Linked DNA regions of Mus musculus: region 1 is linked to region 2. A link is a contact called in public Hi-C data. All regions are on one chromosome and are shown on one strand. The core of a region is the stretch at or near the end of the contact, and the rest is flanking DNA. Distances in the headings are between cores, read along the strand shown.

What was found. Hi-C and Micro-C count contacts between places; a contact is called where the count stands out from the background.
Region 1: a Hi-C map of Sertoli cells shows a contact between it and region 2, with 2.5 times the contacts expected there. The contact joins two enhancer-like sites. A contact is called at or near these places in 2 of 39 promoter capture datasets (the C10 cell line and neural stem cells), 15 of 484 Hi-C or Micro-C datasets (the G1E-ER4 cell line, the HL-1 cell line, Sertoli cells and 12 more), 14 of 115 datasets of contacts at active chromatin or transcription factors (CD8 T cells, the SCID.adh cell line, astrocytes and 9 more) and 3 of 9 other capture datasets (adipose tissue, liver and pancreatic islet).

The regions. Positions count from the first base shown.
Region 1 is chr3:9,844,273-9,846,972 of GRCm38.p6, reverse strand. No RefSeq gene overlaps it. Among named protein-coding and RNA genes, the nearest start is that of Pag1, 12 kb to the right of the region's middle. Within about 2 kb of position 1,387, at least 21 of the 459 cell types and tissues checked have an H3K27ac peak or open chromatin away from gene starts, as enhancers often do. A contact at or near this core is called in Sertoli cells, where this site is marked.
Region 2 is chr3:9,749,797-9,752,959 of GRCm38.p6, reverse strand. It overlaps Pag1 (phosphoprotein associated with glycosphingolipid microdomains 1), which reads left to right. Exons shown (of 9, transcript NM_001195031.1): 3 at 474-547. Among named protein-coding and RNA genes, the nearest start is that of Pag1, 82 kb to the left of the region's middle. Within about 2 kb of position 1,654, at least 156 of the 459 cell types and tissues checked have an H3K27ac peak or open chromatin away from gene starts, as enhancers often do. A contact at or near this core is called in Sertoli cells, where this site is marked.

The sequences.
Region 1 (2,700 bases), core at 138-2,637, 94 kb before region 2:
GTTTTGTGTAAATGGAGCCTCTGTGCATGGAAGAAAACACCAGCTATGGGGAAGAGAGGCTCCCTCTTCAGTCACTAGGAAAAACCATGCTATCTATTTCTCTCACTTATGTACATAACCTTGCTTTTGATAGGAATGGGGGTTTTGAGACAGAAGGTAGCTTGGGCACACCCTGGCCACCTCTGTAAAAAACAGTAGCCAGTCCTCACAGGGGCACACCCTATCTCCATCAAAGTACTTAGTGAAACATCCCTAGAGACAGAAGGCACACAGGCTCCAGATTGTAAAACTTCCATTTGGTGCCTAGACTTTCTTGGATCCATAGCATTTACAGTACGTTTGGGACATTATCACTTTCTTAGGGTGTGTTGAAAGTAGCGGTGGGAAACTAGAGCAGTCCTTGATGTCACATGTACTTTGAAGTTCCCACAATGCATATCTTCCCATTGAGATCCCTCTATTTGCTCTTGAAAACGATGCGCTGCTCAAAGCATTGGCTGAGTACTTTAAATAGCATCCCACCCCAAGGAGGAACATGTTATCAAAGTCCATCTTACAAAAGAAAAAATTAAACTTCAGATAGATTATTTTAAAGGCAATACACAGGTAGGAAACAGAAAACAGTGTTTGAACCCAGTCACCCCAACTCATACATACAGGCTCCCTGCCATGATGACTTAAACAGCTGTCAATTATTCAAGATGAGTATGCCTTGTAGGTAAGACTGTGGCTTCTATTTATTCATCTTCTTTTTCTGTCCTCAGCAAAGAACACATACAATGCTCTGTGCTGAGAGGATATTCAATAACTATTAAATAAATAGAGTGTTGTGAAATTCTAGATATGGAGAATGCACGAGGAAGATCCAGGTCTAACTTGTCATTTCCCTCTCTTCTCTCTTGCTCCTCTTCTCTTCCCTCCCTGTCCCTTCTCTCCCCATTCCCCAGCCCCCCTCTATGTGCTCATGGCCAGGCCCAGCTCCTCCCCCTCCCCCACCCACCCTTTCCTCACATCTGGGCAGATAGTGACTTAGTGTGAATCACTTTGGCTTAGTTGTAGGAAGGGGTCAGCTGCTGCTTCTCCTGGGACCTGAGACCTGAAGGACCAGGGATCATGGCTGGGTCACAGAGCCGGGAAGATTTACAGGAAGGAAAACAGCAATAAATAAAATACCACATTGATTTATTAGACAAGCATCGGAGAGCAGAGACTCGGTACATGGACCTTATAGTCATATGGCTCACGTTTAAATGCACAGAGGTCAGTCAGCTGCCCACTAGCTATGTCGACTCAGACATGTTATTTAACACATGTATGCATCTCCTTTTCTTTACCTGTAAAACAGAAATGTAGTATTTCACTGTCTTTATGGAGGTTACATGAACTATGGACACAGGCTGCCCACAGCTCCTCTCATAAGTAAGTGCTATATAGGAGCAGGGATCTGAATACTTTCTAGGCTTCCAAGAATATGCTGCTTTTAAACATCATCAAATTTAATATTAGGATACGTTGTTGGCATATTTTCAAGTAGTAAACAAGAAACACTATTGTCTCATTTTACAAAGGAATCTTGAAACAGAGCAAGGAGAAACAGCTGGTGTGCGATTCTAATATCTACCAGAAGAGGCATACAAGCCTCAATAACCCTGCACACCACTGTGTTGGGGGCTGGCTCCCATCACAGGCTGGTTTTTCAGAAGGCAGAAATACCACCTTAGGATCAAACAGCTTTCAAACTCACTGCTACAGCCATTTTCCCCTCTGGCCCAACTCTCCTTCTGCTCTCCTGTGGCCTCAGGAGAGGAGTTGGTTCTGAGCCATGGCCCTGGATCCAGAGGAGTGCAGTCTAGCTAGCTAACTGCTCTGGAATTGGACACCGAGAGAAGTGATATCAAAGAGAATTGATAGGAACTCCCCTGAGATTGACTGCTCTTGAAAAAAAATAGTGGTTTTGCTACTTTTATCTGCTAACAAATATCCAGCAGGAAACGATACAGGGAAGGAAGTATTTATTTTATCTCACAATTTGAGGACACAGTCCGTTGTGGGGCGGGAGAGGCATGGTGGCAGGAACAGTAGTGATTGTGGCCACAGACAAGTAAGGTTCCTTCCTCACATCTGGGCAGATAGAGAAGCAGAATGAGAGAAAGGTTGTGGATGGATGCATACCAGGTTGCAACCCTGAATCCCCATTGCCCCGAGACTCCTTTTCTCCAGGTAGACCCTACTTACTGATTCAACAATGTCCCCAGACAGCGTCAGCAGCTGGGGGCCAAGGATTCAGACACATGTGAGGGAACATTGCACATAGCTGTCTCTAAGTCAAGAGCATACAAGTAGGAGAGCTCTCGGCAACAAAGACAGCAGCATCTGTCGCTGCATGAAGCCTCATCCACACATAGAGCAAGAAGGTCCTGAAGCTTTTCCCTAATATCACCTGCTTGGTCTCGGAGACCATGTCATGGGAATGTCTAGCCCTAGGACTCCAGGAAGCAGTCACCCTTGCCAGCGTTTCCCTTCTAGGTAAAGCGCCTAGGAAATCTGTTGAGAGCTGCTCTGTCAACATGTGCTCCTTCTTGAGGTTGCCATGTCCCCCACAGTGGCTTTCACAAACTTGGGAGTTTCCACCACATGTGTGAGAGGAACATAAAGCCCTAATTGGGCATGGCTGCGTGCTGTCAAGCAGAACGCCACTGC
Region 2 (3,163 bases), core at 405-2,904:
TATATCCGCATGCCCGTGGCTCCTGACAGTCACACAGCCTCCTTTCTATGGGAAAGAGTCAACTGAGTCATGGCTTACCACGCCAAAAGCAGGAATGTTCTTTTCATATAAATTCTGAGTTTTTATCTCAAATGTAGGTAGCACTTACTTGATTTTAATTGTAATATGGTAATTTACAGATTTATCTGTCACAAACTAGAAAGACTTTGAGGAAAAAAAAGTCAATTGCTTTATATTTGATCCAATGATAACATGGCTGTTACTTCAGGGGGAAAAGCCTTGTATGTTTTGAGTACCGCCAGCACTTTCACTGGTTTAGAAGTTAAAACTACGGCCTCTTTGAAGAGGAATGTGGAGCTCAGGGTCTGATCCGCAGGCCAGCGTTTTCTACAGCAAGCTGGCAGGCGTCTTTCACAGCCTGTCCACATGCCTTCCCTGCCCCCCAGACATTCTTTCTTTCTTTTTGGTTACAGGCCAAGAAGGAAGAGAGAACCCCAGCATACTGACACGTGAACGAAACCCTCTTCTGGACAACCGTTTCTCCAAGGTAATTGTGGCCGTCATAGGAAGAAGGGAGGGAACACATGCCTTGCAGTTTCAGACGACAGTGGGAGCATGGAGAGTTGATGGTCTGTCTGCTGCAGACTAGGGCTGAGTGAAAGGGGGAGAGAGAAGAAAGGGAGGCTGGTGCTTCCGTCTGCAGCCTCACTAAAAGTATCAGCAGAAGAAGACCATCCCGCCCTGGGAGGTCATGGGACTGGGCAGCAAGTGTGTGGGAAAAGAGGGAGCGGGGAGAGTCCTAGTGTTTAGACTGAAAATTGCATTCATTCCTTTATGATGAAATAGTGGAGGGATTCTAACTAGAGGTCAAATAAAGTATCCATTCTGTATGTGTCATGCAGGTGATCCTGGACCAATGCTTTGTACCAACTAAGACTTAACAAATAAGAAAAGAATTTAAGAAATCTCTGCGTGGGGGGGGGGGTCCCTGAAAATGCACACCAAGTTAGCCTTTCAGTGGTTCATACAAAATGCTTTATAAATGTCTCATTTTAGAAGATAATGTCCTTAATACCACTTCTAAAGAGGAGCTGAGGGGGAGACACAGGCAGACCTCAGATCCTAGTGGAGTGGGCCACCCTCACCTTGCACATCCACAGGAATAGCTCCAGGCTCTCCCTTTGTGAATCATATTCTTAGTAGGCACCAAGGCTTACAGGCAGCAGTAGAGCCCATTGTCAGCTTCAGCACTCGTGACTCGCCTCCTAGGCCCTGAACACAAACTGCTCTATCATTTCTATGAAATTCCTCTTTTGCTGTTTAGTTTTTAGCATAGGGCTATTTTCACTAGGCTGAGATTTTTATCTGATAAAGCGCTTCCTTTTTCCTTACAAAGTGTCTGTGTACTCACATCCGCAGGGATGAAACAATACACAACTAGATTTGAAATCTTCTTGTCTGCTTTCTCTGATTAGAAGATCATATATGGCTGGCATTATTCCACCCTTGGTGTTGTGGAAAGCAGTTTCAGATGGAAGGGGAGAGCCAGCTTCTGGCCTCCCCCTCCCTGGCAGTTCTCAGAAGGGTTGGGGGAAGTGTAGGCTGTAAGTTGGAAGAGAATTTTGTGATACTATTCATTCTCGGCTCTGACAGAGAGGACATTGTTTGCTCACTGTAATAGTCTTGGCAGGGATCTCTGCTGTGCATACAGAATGCGAGCAGAGCAGTGGGAACCGCTGAATTCTAAGAAACACATCAGCTTGGGGATTTTTTTTAAATACATTTTAATAGCTTCTCATTACCAAGATGCAAGTTATAATTTAGGAAAACATTTTCCTTGGTTCCTTTCTTCACACTGCATTATGCATGTATTACATAAAAGGTCCTTATGAGAGTAGGGTGCCCATCTAAGCTGTGGCATCAAGCATTTCAATCCTAGAAATTCAGAAAGACATCCTGCGCGCTGCAGACAGCCTCGAGGCTTGCTCCTTGTACATCAGCACTCCTATCAGTGCCAGCAGTGTTAGCTTGGAGCTCCTGGGAACAATTATGTGCAGACAGTAATCAGTGTATGGCAGGGACACGGTGAGAGTACCACCCGCGGTGTGACACACAGAGAACGTGCATAACTTTTAAAGACCCCAACTTCAGAAGGAGTTTCTGCAATCTGGATTGTGTGAAAGGAGGACAGGAGCTAGAGCTCAGCGGCAGCAATGTGCCTGGTGTGCTGAGAGTCTGCATTGCATCCTGACTATTACAAACCACGGTAATAATGATGGTGATGGGTGAGCATAGGCAGGACATAGAGGAGTACATTGATATGACAGTGTTTGGGACTGAATAACAGATACCAATAAAAATAACTAAGCTCTTCAACCTTCTCCACCTCCTTTTTTTATTCCAATGGATGCATTTTAGATAACCTGTTTTTAATATAAAATTTTTATATAAATATACAGGATTGCTGAGGGTGTGGGGTAGAATATGGCATTGTATGGAGGCATACGAGAGACGCAGGGCCAGCCACTCCTGCCTGTGTCTGGCGGTCTGTGGAGGTGTTGCTTGTGTGGCAAGGATACCTTCAGAGGACCTGCTGGCCTATCATTGTTTCTCTTGAGGCTCCTAGAACCACTGAGACTCCAGGCCTGAGCAGTGTCACTGTCCTTGGCTCCTGGCTTTTCACACCTGTGAGCACAGCTCATCATAAAAGGGACAGGGATAGGAAGGAGCTCACAGGCAGCTAGATCCTTTTAGCTGCAGCTGACCTGAAGGGAAGAGAAGAAGGGTGTTGTGTGAACATTGGGGCAAGGCATCCTTACCCACTGTGAAGAGAAATGGTTATGACAGAAACCACCCCAAAGGCTGCATGGTGTTTTCTTGTTTGACAGATAATTTATGGCTCCTGGGAAGGGCGGGATAATCTGCATAGCTACCCTGGTGTGATGGTGAGGATGCCCATTTAACTGGGGATTCAGCAGTTCAGAGTCCATAAGGACCTGAGAGGCAAGAGCAGAGTCAGCGCTGGCGTCCAGCAGCTGTGGGATCTGGCTTAGTGTGTGTGTAACTGACCATCATCGGGGCCCCTGGACCGGACCAGAGCCCGCTGAGCGGGATCTGTGAACAACCTGTAAACAGTCACCTCCACGGAGGCGTACACCGTATG